Linked DNA regions of Mus musculus: all the other regions are linked to region 1. The links are chromatin contacts, called in public Hi-C, HiChIP or PLAC-seq and promoter capture Hi-C maps. All regions are on one chromosome and are shown on one strand. Each heading gives the region's core, a stretch centred on a gene start, on an enhancer-like site or on the middle of the called end of the contact. The rest is flanking DNA. Distances are from core to core; before and after follow the strand shown. Region 1 holds the start of Taok1 (TAO kinase 1). Region 2 overlaps Efcab5 (EF-hand calcium binding domain 5). Region 3 holds the start of Dhrs13os (dehydrogenase/reductase (SDR family) member 13, opposite strand). Region 4 holds the start of Sez6 (seizure related gene 6). Region 5 overlaps Ssh2 (slingshot protein phosphatase 2).

What was found. Promoter capture Hi-C pulls out the DNA fragments that hold promoters and counts their contacts. A called contact is a pair of places that touch in the nucleus more often than the background predicts. HiChIP or PLAC-seq counts read pairs in DNA pulled down with a chosen protein or histone mark.
Region 2: a contact with region 1 is called in an H3K4me3 HiChIP or PLAC-seq map of pro-B cells, with 6 times the contacts expected there. The contact joins the enhancer-like site here to the promoter of Taok1 in region 1. A contact is called at or near these places in 1 of 39 promoter capture datasets (pre-B cells), 1 of 15 datasets of contacts at CTCF or cohesin (large pre-B cells), 10 of 115 datasets of contacts at active chromatin or transcription factors (the 230-238 cell line, the NIH/3T3 cell line, embryonic forebrain and 6 more) and 1 of 9 other capture datasets (embryonic stem cells).
Region 3: a Hi-C map of Th1 cells shows a contact between it and region 1, with 4 times the contacts expected there. The contact joins the promoter of Dhrs13os here to the promoter of Taok1 in region 1. A contact is called at or near these places in 1 of 39 promoter capture datasets (liver) and 1 of 484 Hi-C or Micro-C datasets (Th1 cells).
Region 4: a promoter capture Hi-C map of embryonic stem cells shows a contact between it and region 1. The contact joins the promoter of Sez6 here to the promoter of Taok1 in region 1. A contact is called at or near these places in 2 of 39 promoter capture datasets (embryonic stem cells and liver).
Region 5: a Hi-C map of the HPC-7 cell line shows a contact between it and region 1, with 3 times the contacts expected there. The contact joins the enhancer-like site here to the promoter of Taok1 in region 1. A contact is called at or near these places in 3 of 39 promoter capture datasets (the 3T3-L1 cell line, 3T3-L1-derived adipocytes and liver), 2 of 484 Hi-C or Micro-C datasets (the HPC-7 cell line and pro-B cells) and 4 of 115 datasets of contacts at active chromatin or transcription factors (the 230-238 cell line, embryonic limb bud, large pre-B cells and 1 more).

What each region holds. Positions count from the first base shown.
Region 1 is chr11:77,606,350-77,609,167 of GRCm38.p6, reverse strand. It overlaps Taok1 (TAO kinase 1), which reads left to right and starts at 1,353. Exons shown (of 21, transcript NM_001364134.1): 1 at 1,353-1,960.
Region 2 is chr11:77,098,864-77,101,681 of GRCm38.p6, reverse strand. All of the region lies in intron 17 of Efcab5 (EF-hand calcium binding domain 5), which reads left to right. Among named protein-coding and RNA genes, the nearest start is that of Nsrp1, 22 kb to the right of the region's middle. Within about 2 kb of position 1,346, at least 27 of the 459 cell types and tissues checked have an H3K27ac peak or open chromatin away from gene starts, as enhancers often do. A contact at or near this core is called in the 230-238 cell line and pro-B cells, where this site is marked.
Region 3 is chr11:78,031,205-78,034,022 of GRCm38.p6, reverse strand. Dhrs13os (dehydrogenase/reductase (SDR family) member 13, opposite strand) reads left to right here and starts at 1,358. Exons shown (of 2, transcript NR_152257.1): 1 at 1,358-1,866; 2 at 2,092-2,818. Dhrs13 (dehydrogenase/reductase (SDR family) member 13) reads right to left here and starts at 1,710. Exons shown (of 5, transcript NM_183286.2): 1 at 1,525-1,710; 2 at 1,320-1,438; 3 at 1-10. The coding sequence starts at 1,651.
Region 4 is chr11:77,929,471-77,932,288 of GRCm38.p6, reverse strand. It overlaps Sez6 (seizure related gene 6), which reads right to left and starts at 1,450. Exons shown (of 17, transcript NM_021286.4): 1 at 1,175-1,450. The coding sequence starts at 1,229.
Region 5 is chr11:77,316,453-77,319,270 of GRCm38.p6, reverse strand. All of the region lies in intron 1 of Ssh2 (slingshot protein phosphatase 2), which reads right to left. Among named protein-coding and RNA genes, the nearest start is that of Gm24989, 73 kb to the right of the region's middle. Within about 2 kb of position 1,385, at least 28 of the 459 cell types and tissues checked have an H3K27ac peak or open chromatin away from gene starts, as enhancers often do. A contact at or near this core is called in the HPC-7 cell line, where this site is marked.

The DNA.
Region 1 (2,818 bases), core at 104-2,603:
TTAAAGGCGTTCGCCACCATACCTAGCTGAGTTTTCTGGCTTTTTTTTTTGTTGTTGTTGTTTTGTTTTTTTTTTCTTTTTGTTTTTTTTTTTTAATTTTTTTTTCATTTTTTCTCTCTTCTTTTTTTCTTTTTTCTTCTTTGAGTTTTCTGTTTTTTAAAAAGATTTTAATTAACGTGTGTGTGTGTGTGTGTGTGTTGGTTTTGAGTTGTCTTACACGGGTGCTGGAAAACTGTCCTCTGCAAGACCAAGCAGAACTTGCTCTTAATTTCTGAACCCCCTCTTGCGCTCTTGCTCTCTCTCTGTCAATATCTAGAGAGGTTGTTAAAGTATAGCTCAAGCTGGCCTCTATCTAACTCAGGCTCATGATTTCCTGCCTCAGCCTCTTGTGTTGGGTGGGATTACAGAATACAGGTGTGACCCATCACTACCAGGTCACTTGTTAGATCCTCAATAACAATTACAGTCTGTTCTAGCTAAAGTCCTAGACTAGATCGGGGGTGACTGAAGATGGTGTGTGTGTATGTGTTTTAAAAAACTGTTTCTAAACCCACGCTAAGATTTACCTCTTTCCTACATAGACTACTTTACTTTGTTGCTTTTAGACTGGGTTTCACTGTGTAACCCTGACTAACCCAGAATGTACTAGGTAGACCAGGCTGGCCTAGAACTCGGATCTACCTGCCTCTGCTTCCTGATTACTGGCCAACTTGCTTCTTTTATACTGAAAAAGATCTTTTACTCTAAGTCTACAAAGCCCTTTGAAGTTCTTTTTCTTCCATCACAAATATGGCTTATATGAAAGTCTTTAACTGCCGTTCCCAAACTAACCATCAGTACCGCACAAACGCAGGTACATAGTGATTATGCTGCGAAGTTTATCCCTGAGTCCCACGAGGAGTCCAACTAAGGTGTGTGTAGGAATGAGATGTTCTCCACTTTGGAGCAAAGTTTCAGTTTGGCAGTATTAGTGGGAGGCTGCTGTTCTGGAGGTGGGAAGAGGGAAGGACTGCGCGGAGCTCTTCTCCCCAGGATTTCCGGGACTGACTAGCACGCACCTGACGCCCGCGTAGCGAAGGCGAGCTGAGGGTGGGACTGGACCAAGCCTAGCACTCCGGGCCACTCGGGCCACTCGGGCCACTCCGCCCAGCTTTAAGTATTCGCGCACTCCCGAGAGGACGCCCGCGCGCCCGCGCCCGCGCGCGCATACTGTCCTGTCTCGCGCAGGGTCGGGCCTGTCAGGCAAGAACTCTCGCGAGATCTGAGGCTGAGATGTCTGTCGGGAGGAGGGGAGTGGTGTCGGGAAGGGGGGGGGGAGAGAACCTGGGCAGCGGCCGAGCTCTGTGGCTTCAGGGCTTGGAAGGAGAGAGGGAGGGTGGCGAAGAGAGTGAGCCGGTGCCGCCGCCCGCTTGAGGAGAGAGGAGGGGTCCCACTCGCCTTGCGCCCTTCGCGGGCTGAGAGCGCGGAGCAGTCGCGAACCTCCCAGGCCTCTCGGCCCCCGGGGACCCCGCCCCGCGGCCCGACGGCCCGCGGCCTCTCTTCTCTTTGTGAGCGCCCCCTTCCCAGGGGTGGTAGTGGTGGCGGAGGGGTGCGCGTGGGCCCGCCCGCCAAGGGGCCGCGGCGGGGGACCGACAGGGCCTCGGCTGGGAGGACCGGAGGCGGCCGAGGCCCCGGTCCGGTTCCCCCGAGGCGGCGGCGGCGGCGACTCCCGGCACTTCCCCCGCGCCATCTTAACTGAGCCGGAGCGTTAAGGGCGCCTCCTCGACCCCGGTCGTCCCCTCGTCCCCCCCTCCCTCCCCCCGGCCCCTTGTCGTAGAGCCTGGGCTGGGTGGCTGGGGGGGGGGCGGCGGTCTGTCGCCGGGCCCCCTCCTCCTCACTCCTCGCTCTCCAGCGCTGCGGCCACCGGAGCGCTCCAGGGGTCTGCGCCCGTCTGCTCTGCCCCAGACCTGCCGGCGAAGGGGTAAGGGCACCTCTGCTTTGGGAAAGGAAGACATGGAGGGGGCGGGGAGATTGTGCCCACTCAGGCCTCTCCGGGTGAAAGAAGAGATCGGGGATAGAGTGGGGGAGGGAGACAGGGAGGGTCTGTGAATCTGTGGGTGGGGTGAAGAAACTGGTGAGCTGGGCGCCCTCCTGTTTTGAGGGGCCAGAGCAATTGCATTCCTTTTTCCTAAGGGTCACCGGAAGAGGTGGTGGAAGGGGATGTTTCTAAGAAGGTGTGGCTCTAGTTAGGGAGATTTGAGTTGACGTGCACCCCGATTTAAAGGCGCGAGGTCCCTTTCTGGTCTCTGCTCCCGCTCCTCCTCCTTTGTAGCGTCTGTATTCTTGGGAATGGAGAATGCTCTGGACAGCCAACTGGATGATTTCCACTCCTCCCCAAGGAAGTCTGTACCTTTCTAATGTAAGGGGTGATGGAAGCATCCCCCCCCCCCATCTTCTAGTCTACTGCAGTGCTGCAGGAGTACAAGTCAGTTTCTTCGTACACATACCCATGCATACACAGAAGTGGGGGTGGGGGGCTGGAGCAATGGCGCTTCCCTTGGAGAGCTTAGTTTTTTTTTCCCTTTGCTTTTTAAATCGATGACAGTACTGTTCGGATATTCCCCTGAGATATGTCCATGGGAAGTATGTCCGCTCTTGTTACTGTTGGGATATGGCCTCGTGTTAGAACAGTTTTGATGTCTCTCTTACTCTGTTTTGAGAGAGGGGAGAATTCCTGGATGAACTGTTAAAGGGTCCCCTTTGGCTTTTGTAGTTCTTTGAGAATTATTAGAAATTATTACATTGAAACTCATATAATCAGACGTTTGCCTCGGGCTGT
Region 2 (2,818 bases), core at 97-2,596, 510 kb after region 1:
TCTTCTCTCTCTCTCTCTCTCTCTCTCTCTCTCTCTCTCTCTCTCTCTCTCTCTCCCTCTCCTCCACCAAGTAGGAGGCTTTCTGGGCTTCTGTGATACATATATTAGGTTGCGAAGCTCAGAACTGAGAGACCCCAGGGACAAGGAAAAGATAAAAGCAATGGCAGGGATGGGAGCCTCGCCCCTCAGGCTGTAGACATGGGTGGCAGAGCACTGAGCTTGTGGTGTGGTGATGCCATCAGGATGTTGCTAGGACAGTGAGGCACTCCCAGAAGCCTAAGAGTGCCTGGGGCTCCCAGAGAATTAGTGTGCACCATGAGTAATGTGAATCCGGTTTGAAACTTCTATTTGGAATTCTATATGAGCAACAGTTCATGTCTCTGAGCTCAGTCATGGTAGCCTACATTCACAGGCACCACACAGATCTGACTTCTAAGGATCGATCGTTGAAGGGAACAAGTAACATCGGCAATCAGCAATAAAAACAACTGGATAGTGTTTACTGTTTGCTCTGTGTGTGTGTGTGTGTGTGTGTGTGTGTGTGTGTGTGTTACTGAATACTTGCTCGGTAAGCACTCTACCACCAAGCTAGACCTCCTATGCTCTGTTTACTTTTTATTTTGAAAGAGTCTCACTCAATTGCTTAGGCAGGCCTTGAACTTGTGATCCTCCTGCCTTGGGCTCTAAGTGGCTAGGGTTACAGACCTGTATCATTAAGACCTGCCCAGTGTATACTCTCATATACTTTATATTTGAGGACTTTGGAGTTCAGAGAAGCCTGTATCTGTCCCCCAGGATGCCTAGCTTCAACCTCAGTCTCCCTGGCCCTACCCCCACCTTTAGTCTCTGGTTCCTCCTTTGGGGGAGAACTAACATCTATAATGAACTCCAGCAGACCAGTTTGTCTAATTGGTATTCTCCCTGTGACCTTGTTCCTCTTTGACCCCGCCAACTTGCCAGCCCCTCCACCTAGAGCTTAATGCCAGGATTCCTTGTGTTCCTGAGTGATGTTCCCCTTCTTGGACAAGGACATAGGCACCCACCGATCTTCAATCCAGTCCCTCTGACATAAGGAATAAGCATAAGGGACAGGCCTTGCCATTCTACACCCTGCAGGTGTGTGTCCTTAATAAGCCCATCCCCCAATCTGGGGAGCTGCTAAAGGCTCCTGTGGCAGGACACAATGCCTCAAAGGAATCTCTTTAGACTCTGCCTCAAATTTGCCTGTTAGAGCCACCTGCTCTGCTCAGAACACATGCAAATTTCCACCACTCGCCCAGTCTTTGAACTCTAGCCTTTCCTTCAGCATCCTTGACCACGGAAATACTGCGTTTTGCTTTCCGATAGTGCCCTCGTGTGGCAGAAATCAGAACTGCAAGTTATAGACCGGGACGCAGCCAGAAACCAACAATTGGCAGGTTTCCCTTTTGAAACTAACAACCTTTTAGTGTTATCAGTCTCTGTAGCAACCAACAAAGCTATTAGGTCACCGGGATATATCAGTCCCCTCTCATTTAGATAAAATTCTATCAGGAAATTCTAAGTTCCATTCTTGAGAAAAGAGAAAGCATTCTTTGGGTGCATCTTTCTGTTTGTGTCAGGAGAGGACCCTTGTGGCAGGGGCAATCTATTATACAAAGTTTGTGTGGCCTTCCTGCAGCTTTGAAAAAAAAATCGCCAGGCGTGGTGGCGCACGCCTTTAATCTCAGCACTCAGGAGGCAGAGGCAGGCGGATTTCTGAGTTCGAGGCTAGCCTGGTCTACAAGGTGAGTTCCAGGACGGCCAGGGCTATACAGAGAAACCCTGTCTCGAAACAAAACAAAACAAACAAACAAACAACCCCCCCCCAAAAAAAAAAACAGGCTATGTTAAAAAAAAAAATCTCTTATTCAGGAAGCATGAGATGGTACCGGCAATATCTGCAGGTTCTCTCCGAGATTGGACATGCCGGGAAGAGCATAGGATCTGGAGTGTGGTTGATAGACACCCCACCCGGGAAAACTGAGTGTCCCTTTCCCAGCAGGAACCATCTCCAAATAGCTTCTTGGTTAGGGATGGAACTTTGTGTCCGCTTCCCCTTCTCTGTGCTGGGATTTTGTCTAGCTTGAACGTGTCACAGTCTCTGTGAGTTCGTACGTGTAGCAACCTTGTCGGGTCTAGAAGACGTTGTTCCTTGGCTTCATCCCCCACCTCTGGCTCTTACAGTCAGTCTGTCTGTCTGTCTCCTCTTCCACACAGACCTTAAGCCTTGAGGGGAGGAGTTCGATAACAGTGTCCCATTCAGGACTGACAGCTCCAAAGTCTCTCACTGGTCGTCCTTACCCAATAGCAGTTACCTTTCTCCTGGCTTTTCCTTAAGTGCTGGGTCTAGGACCGAGGGTCCCACACTTAGCTGAGCAAGCCCTTGACCTCTGTGCCCTCCTCCAGTAGTGGTTGTCTGAGGAAGAGGATTTTATGTCTGAAAACGTTTTCACTTCATCACTCGTACTTGATTTGAACTTTGCCGGGGAAAATCCTTTTGAAGACATTTAGGAGTTTTGGGGACTCAGGAGGTTCTGTTTGACTTCCTCTCTCTCTGTCACCAGATTGGGGGAAACTCTTTAACCAGAGACACATTGATCCATTCATTGTCTGTTTTTTGTTTTGTGTGTGTGTGTGTGTGTGTGTGTGTGTGTGTGTTTTAAATGAGATACCTCATTTTAAAAAAACATGAGCTTCCAAACTTGGGACATAGGTCGTTTTGTTAGGGTCCATGCCACACATATGCATGGCTGAGGGATCAACGCCCGATCCCACAGAAAAGGAGGCATGGAGGCCC
Region 3 (2,818 bases), core at 109-2,608, 420 kb before region 1:
TTCCACTTTCCTGTGGAGCAGCAAGGGCTAGGATTGTTACTGGGTATCTCCCTTCTCCTCCCTCTTTCCAGGCTTCTGAGAGTCTACCCACCTATGACTAAAACCTGCCTCTATGCATCAGCGTGTAATGGGTGTGTGGATTCAAATCTTGACTTTGCCCCTAACTAGAGTGTGACTTCAGACGTGATACTGAATATCTTTTGGGCCTCTGTTCTCTTACTGAAAAATGAGAGGATAGTAATAATATTAACAGCAATAATAATACTTTCTACTGGAAAAAAAAGCTGGGAGAGTTAAATCAGATAAAATACATGTATGTCTGGTGTGGTGGCACACATTGGTTATCCTAGCTACCCTTTTGTCACCAGTTCAAGGCCTGCCTGAGCTAGAGTTAATATATATTAAATACCCAGTCAGCAGCGTGCAGGTATTTGCCATTAACATCCCTTGTTTTTATTATCATTTACCATAAAAATCAATTACAGCCTTTCACCTGTTGTAGACAGCATCTTGCTACGTAGCTCAGACTGCCTTGGAACTCATGATCTCCCTTCCTCAGCCTCTTCAGGGCTGGAATTACAGGTGTGCACCAGCATGTCCTGCTGTAACAAACTTTTCCTAAGAGACTGTGGTCTTCTCTTACACACCTTTTTAAAAAAAATTTATTTTATTTGTTTGCTTGTTTATTTTGAGACAGAGTCTTAGGATGTAGCCCAAGCTGGTCTTCAACTCACAGAAATCTACCTGTCTCTGCCTCTCAAGTGCTAGGATTAAAGGTATGTGACCCTCTCACTCCTGTCCTCTGCAGTCTAGACACCGCACAGTTCTAAGAAATTCATCTGAAAAAGCCATCAGGATGGTCCAGAGCCTACTGAAGTGTCTTCTCTGCTCAGCTGTCTTCAACTCGATGGTATTTGGAAGGGCCTTCAGAAGCTGGCTGTGGCTCAGAACCACTTCAGGACATTCCTTTTATTCCTTGCTTCATCTCCCGCCCCCTGTCTCTCCAATTAGACTCTCTAGTCTCAGGGCATTTGCACCTGCTGTTCTTTCTGCATCTCTTCATTATCCTAACCCTTCCTTCTTTGTCGCCTTTGCCAAGGCTGGCCTTGAGCTCGCAGCCCGGTGCTGGGACCACACCTGACTTCATTAACTCTGATTCTTAAAGCTCTCAAGATTAAAGACCACAGCAGTCCCTGCATCTTCCTCTCTGTTTAAGGGATAGTGAGGCTCTCTCCTCTCAGATCTTGATTCCTCCGTCGCTCTGCTCCGCCCTCCGCGTCCCGGGCTCACCCGCCTCCCGCATTCCCCTATGGTCTCACCTGACGGAGGTCGAAAGCGGCCGCTTCCCCGCGCTCCCGGCTGCGGCAGGCCAGCACCACGCGCGCTCCCCGGCGCGCCAGCTCCAGCGCTGTCATCTTTCCGATGCCGCTATTGGCGCCTGCGGGCGGCGGGTGGGAGCCAGCTCAGCCGGTCGGGCCGCGGCCACCCGCCCGGCCTCCCCGCCGCCCGCTCGCGCGCACTCACCAGTGACCACGACCGTGCGGCCCCGAAGGCTGCCGATGCCGCCGCACGACGGGGCCTTCACCAGGTTGTAGTAGACAAGCACGTAGGCGCCCAGCAGCAGCCCGGCGCCCAGCAGCAGCATCTCCATGCCGGCAGTGCTCCCGATTCCCGCCCGGGCCTCGTCGCTCCCGCCTCGGCCTCGCGAGGGCGGCGGCAGGCTGGGCAGGGGTGTGCGCGCACGCGTGGCCCCTGCGAGCGCCCCCTAGGCGTGCGCCTGCGTGCCCTGGCGGCGTGCCTAGGAGAAACACCTTGGAGTCCTGGGAGCGCCCTCTAGGCTTGCGAACTCCCGGGAACGCGTGCTCGGTAAGTACCCGGAAACATCTGCCTGAGGGACGGGTGGGTGTGTGCATGCCTAGGGCCCTGAGATCTCCGCTCAGGCTTTGGGCGTGCTTCTGGATTCTGGGCGGGCGCCGGCGGTGAGAGCACTGCGTAGGTGTCTGTGCCCATCGCGGGAGTCCTCCAGGCTGTGCATGCATCTGTAGTCTCCACCAACGCGTGTGACTGAATGAACATCTCTGTTTACTCTAGGTGTGAGTATGTAGCAGTCTCTCAGTCTGGAGTCCTGTGTACATGAATGGGCTCGTGTGTCTGGAGTCGAGTCCTGGATGCCTTTTCCTCAATGAAGCGACTCTTTTCTCATTCTTTCATTATCCAGCCCTCCGCTGCTCTTCTAGGACATTTCCCGTTACAGGCCAGAGGCATGAGGCTTCTTATGCTGGCACTGACAGGGTTGTCAGGATTCAACCATGTGATTTCCTAACTTTGTGACCCCACCCCTTTCCCTGTCGATTTTGGAGGTGGTTTCCCTAGGCCCATGGTGGCCTTAAATTTGAGATCCTCCTTCCTCAAACTCCGAAACAGTGGGTATTACATGGTTGTTACTCCATGACCTCTGCTTTCGAAAAGGCGGTAATTTGTTTCTAGAACGGTTCACAGGTAGCAAGACTAGGTAGGTAGACACTCCATTACTCTGGAAACAGTGACTGAGGGTAAGCTGGGCAGGGACAGCTAGGGATGTGGGCATTCCAAGCAGGACCTTGCCTAGGACAGTGAAGGACAGGTAGTTCCTTTCTGCCTTTGGAGGTTTAAGAAGTCCTTCCTGAAGTGGAAGCAGAGTGGCAGGGACAAGAATACAACTATATGTGGGAGTCAGGGTCAGATTTCTGAGACCAGGGAATTCCCTATTTAATACTGCACTGTGTTCTTGGAGCACAACTATAGACGCTGTGGATGTAAAGCTCGTCTTCTAGCCCTA
Region 4 (2,818 bases), core at 201-2,700, 320 kb before region 1:
TGGTCTGGCTGTTCTGACCTCCAAACTCTCCGGCCTTCGAGGATGGAGCCCGAAGGTTACAAATCTCCCTCCCTCCCTCCTTGACAGCAGACGCTAGGAACCATAACCATATGGCGAGGGACTTTGAGTCCCAAGTCAAAAGTGCAGTTTCGCGGACCCCAGCAGGCGATTAGTAAAAGCGGAGAATGACCTAAGCATTTGAAGACTCCCGAGACCACTTGCTTCAGACCCTTCCTGCTTCCCATTCATCTTTCCTCCAAACTCCCTTGGTGCTAACTCCGAGGCCAAGCGTTTCTTGACCGAGATCAATGAAGTTAGGACTTGACTCGGCGTCCGGGGCTGGGACAAACGGTGAGTTCCGCTAACTAGTCTGCGGCTCCGAGGTCGATAGAACCCGGCAGGAAGGCAGAGCCGAAGAGAAGCAGCGCTCCGTGCATGTGCGTGTGTGCATGTGTGTGTCTGTGTGCAAGAAAAGAATTTCAGGGAGGGCAGCCAGTCCCAGGACCTCAGTTGCTGCAACCCAGAGAAGAGCGAGGGGCTGGGCAGTGGGCTCTCAGGGTCCCCGGATATGTTTCCCCAGAATTGTGTTCTAGGTTCCAATCCTGACTTGACAGCGTCAAGGCAGAGGTAGGTGAGAGATGTCCCAGTCCCGGGTCCGGCCACCACCCGACCCAGTTCCTCTGCAGTGAGGATACGAGGGACCCAGAATAAGCGGCAAAGTCGAGCGAAGTTTGGAGACCAGCGGGGTAGGCAGAACGGCGGGCTGGTAGCTGGGCTGTCCGGACTCTGCACCCGCGACCTGCCGCCCCCCCCGCAACGCGCCCGGGCGCCCCTAGACGCCTGGAGTGGAGCGAGGGAGCGCGCGGGAGAGCGCGTGTGTGCGGGGAGGGGGTGGCGTGATGAATTGCAGCAGAGAAATCCCATTAGATCCGGGGAGATGATTAAAGGCGAGGTCTCGGCCGGGCGCGAATGGCGGGAGCCGCGGCGGCTTCCCGCCCGTAGAGCCCGCGCCCCGCCCGGCTGGGTCGGCGCCGGGGACAGCGCAGCCGGCGGGACGTGGTGCTTGGGAGGAACAACAGGACGCACGGAGCAAGGCGCCGGGATGGTCTTGCTTTCCTACCCCTGGGAGTCCGCGCCCGCCCCCGTCCTGTGGCCGGACGCCCGGGTCCCTTACCGTGAGCCAGGAGCGCCAGCAGCGAGGGCAGGAGCAGCAGGGCTGCTGGGCGCATGGTGCTGCTTGCGGCCGCGCCCCGGGTCGGGGCCGCGGTAGGGGAACTGGGGACTGGGAGAGGCGTGGGCGCGGGGGGCAGAGCCGGTCCCGGGGAGAGCAGCGGGGCCGCCGCCGCCGCCGCCAGCGCCTGACAGAATCAGCACCACGGCCAGCGCCTGGCGTCGGCGCCCGGGATCGCCGCGCGGGGCTGGGGGCGGGGGCGCAGGAGGAGCGGCTTACCGTAAAGTCTCAAGCAAAGGCGCAGAAGACCCAGCGGCAAGAGAACAGGCTTTCGAGCCCTGGGGAAAGGACTGCCCTGCTAATGTGGCACACAGCCCCCGCCTTCCCGAGCTGCCCACGCCCAGCCAAGCTTGCCACCCTCTCCCGGGTTTGTAGCTTACCAAGGTGTCAGGTTCTAATCGGATTCTCCATTAAAGAGAACACCCCCTCCTCACCTCTCTCTCCACCCCACCTTGGTACCTGACAGCTACAAGGGTGATCTGGAAAGATGCACATCAGTGAGGCAGCTGGTGAGGCCCGCCTGCCCTTGTGGCAGCTCCATCCTGGGCCGATAATGAAGACGGCTTTTGAACGTACAAAGGACAATAAATTATTACTTTGCGCTCAATAAATGCCAGGGCTCCAGGCAGCTGCATCAGCAGCAAACTGTGCTCACAGAAAAGCTTAATTATCCTGATATTATAGTTAAAAGCCAGTGGCACTTGTGTCCTGGGGAGACATTCTCCACTTGGTAGGGGGCAACCTGGGTCAAGCTGTGGGGTGCTGAAGGCAGCACCCTGGGTCCCCATGTAGCCATGGGGTTCCAGACCTTGCTTCCTCTATTTCCTCTGTAGAACAAGAATAGCCACAGGAACACAGATCTTTTATGCCAATACCAGCTTCGGTCTTGGAACTGACGAAGAAAATGGGATAAGCATGAATATCAGGGGTCTTTATGACTGTTTTAGTTTTAAATTTTCATTTTTTTTTTTACCAGGACCTGGCACATGATTCCATACTTGATAGATAGGGAGGGGCTCTACCACTGAGCTACACCTTCAACCCACCAGGTGTAGCTGATTGTTTCAGATGGAGGAAAACTTGAAGAAGGGGCAGTAACCCCAGAGTAGTTGGAATAGTCAATAGCACAGAAAAATAAGATCCCATGACTTTGTGACCTGAGGAACCCCAGTAAGCCATGGGCCAATAACAGGCTAGCCATAGCTGTGCAGAACTAGAGGCTATTATTCAGACCCAAGGGACATGGTTAGGCTTGTTACTGAATTTCAGTGGACTCAACAGGACACAACCACGTGGCTGATGTTAATATCTGTAGAGGAAGAAGGAGGCCCTCAAAGGGCAGCTTAATGTTGAGTTCTTTCCATGTGAACGTGGGTCAAACCCCAACAATTTGTCCACAGCACTTCCCCCATCTCATCCTGGAAGCAAGTGACTTCTGCCCTAAGTTTCATTCCTAGGAGAGTCTTTCGGTCCTTACAGTCTTCCAGCTTTGCTCCTTTGATGCTCTGTAGATCCTTTTGTGGGCTCTGGGGAGCCATCTTGCTTGCTGTAAAGAATCCCAGGCAGCAGGTGGCATGTGGAGTTATC
Region 5 (2,818 bases), core at 136-2,635, 290 kb after region 1:
CAGACTTATTTCAGGCAGAGGCACAAAGAACCGAAAATGTTACAGGCTATCTGATCACACTGTGTATCTCAAGATTGTGTTATTTACTGAAGGAAAAAAAAAAAAAAAAGACCTGTTTCTAGTCATGATATGGCTCAGCATTAGCACACAACTTTAATTTGTCTGGCAGGAATACAGACTTACCCTGAATCCCAAACAATGAAGATAAATTTAGTTTGTAGAAAGAAGCACCCATGTTTGAAAGTGATATCTAATTGGTGGCAAACAAAGTGATGAATCAGAGAAATATTTGACAGAATAGGATCTGCCCAACTCTCAAAGGAGAGAGGAAAGGGAAGCTACTTAAGTGTGCAGTGCAGAGAGAGAGGAAGTAGAAAGGAGGCAGTTTTACCAGGACAGTTATAAAGAGAGGTTTCAGAGAGGGAACATGGTAGACACAGGTGAAGACAGAACAAACCAGAGAATAAGGAGCCAAAAGATCAGAATATACTGCCAAAGTTTGTATTATACAAAACAGAGCAATTTAGGAGAAGCTGAGAGAAGCCAGATTGAATCAATTAATGTAAAGCCAAGTTTTGAGCCAGGAACAGCTGAGTTGACTAGCCAGCCAGAGTTCAGAAAGACCTAGAAAGGGTGAGCTTATTTAGCAGTGACAACATTCTAGGCTTAGATAAGATTCTATAGAGGCTAGAGGCTTCTAGGACTAGGCCTAGGTTAGCAGAAAAAGGCAGTAAAAATAAGAGATGACAATTACTATAGGAGAATAAAAGTTACTTTTACAAGAATAAGTGGAAACAAGTTTCACATTTGAGGAGCATTGAGTAGTTGTGCATTGCTGGAACAAAGGTAGAATTGGGGGTTAAAGCTATCAAGTAGTCTTACTGTTATGGTTCCACAATGCTAGGTATCCTACCATGACAGCTCTATAGCCAGGAAACTGGATTATCCATTAACTAGATATGGTAGATATAATTTATCAGTTTTCTCTGCCCTTGGCAATAAACTAATAATGGGGGGGGGCTAGGGGGTGTCAGGAAAAAAATCAATAGTGGCCTTTTAAGAGGAAGTGTGCACTTTGGAACTAAAGATAGTGCTGTGCTTCTGGTCTGTGGAAGCAGGAGGATGTAAAGGCACTGTGACAACTCTACTGGTTGTCACCATGGCTGGATTTAAAGGTGTCTAGAACTGGTGAAAGGCATCTGAGTGAATGTGGAGATGTGTACAGAGAGGACTAACATGTGAGAGCAAGTAGGGAGTGGGGAGATCCACTCTTAAGTGTGGACGGTCCCTCCCAAATGGCATCCCAGTTGAAAAAGGAAGAAGCCAGAGGAAAGCAGCAAATGCTTGCCCCGGCTCATTTCTATTTGAATGATTCATCTATATTTGCTGCCATCTACTGACAACAAACTCCATTGTCTTCAGTCATTCCTTATAGACCAGTGGCTCTCCAGGGAGCTCTCAGGCTTTCTGCACTAGATTGGAACTGCTAACACGTCCCATCTACTGTTTTGAGAACTTGGTCCTGTGTGCTGTGTTGCACCAGAGAATATACGTCTATGAACATGCTTTGTGTGTGTGTGTGAATTCGGTTGGTTCTGTATCTCTAGAAAACTCTGCTTAATACAGGTACCATTCCTAGTGTTTGGATTACTTGTTAAGAGAAAGCTTAGCCTATTTCCTAGGAGCAAAGAAAATGGAGGTGAAACCAGTTGCATAGATTATTAATTGGTTTGTAACAAATGAATCCCAGGAGCACTTAGCTGGGTGTTCACTCAATACTTATTATTCACTCAGTGCTGTTGTACAGCGAATACATGAAGATCCAAGCAGCTTCAGTCTCACAACTGTTGTTTTGACCTGGATGGCTGTAAAACTGAAGGTACATTGCAGTGCCTAATGTGAGCTCTAATATGGCTTGGGCCCCCTCAAAGGAGAGTAGTTTCAGGGTTGGCTTCTTGCATAGCAGCCCAGGGCTCTAAAAGGATGCTAGGCTTGGAGCTGGCAATAGTGTAATGCCACTATGTTACACTCTCTTGATGCATTAAAGGACAACCCAGATTCCAGGAGAGGAACTAGATTCCTCTTCTGGGGAAGCAGCAGCAAAGAATCTGCAGTCATCTTCAAGCACCTCTTCCAATTCTGGTGACTAGCTAGCTGAACATGTGGGCACAAGGAACAGGACAGAACACCAAGAAAGAATGTTGATACTGGCTGGAATCAGGAGCCAGACCAAAAATTCAACCTATTCATACTTTATAAAAATATAACATCTAGTAAAGTAAAAATAAGTTAAAGTATGCAACAATTGCAAATGAAGTCAAAGTCATATCTTACTCCTATTATGACAGGATTAAAAGAAAACCTAAATAAAGCTTTCTTGCCTATCAGTTGAAGCAACAGGAAATTTTTGTGAGTTACCCGCTATTTATGAAGCATTTTGTTTTTTAGATTATTTGTGAGATCCAAGTGCAGGTCCTCATGAAGGCTAGAAGAATGTGTTAATGCTCTGCAGTTAACAGATGGTTGTGAGCTGCCAGATGTGGGAGTTGAGAATCAAACTCAGGTCTTCTGCAAAAGCAGTACTTACTCCTAACTGCTGAAATCTGTTTAGCCTAAATATTTTCCTTAAATTACTACAAAATATAAACTAGTACAACGCCTATGATCCTGGGAGACAGAGACAAGAGGATCCTAATTTTTAGACTAGCCTGTGATACAATAGAGTTCCAGCCCAGCCTAAGCTACATGGAGAGAACCTGTCTAAAAGGGGGTAAGTGGAGGGAGGCTGGGGACATACCAGTGATAGAATGCTTGTCTA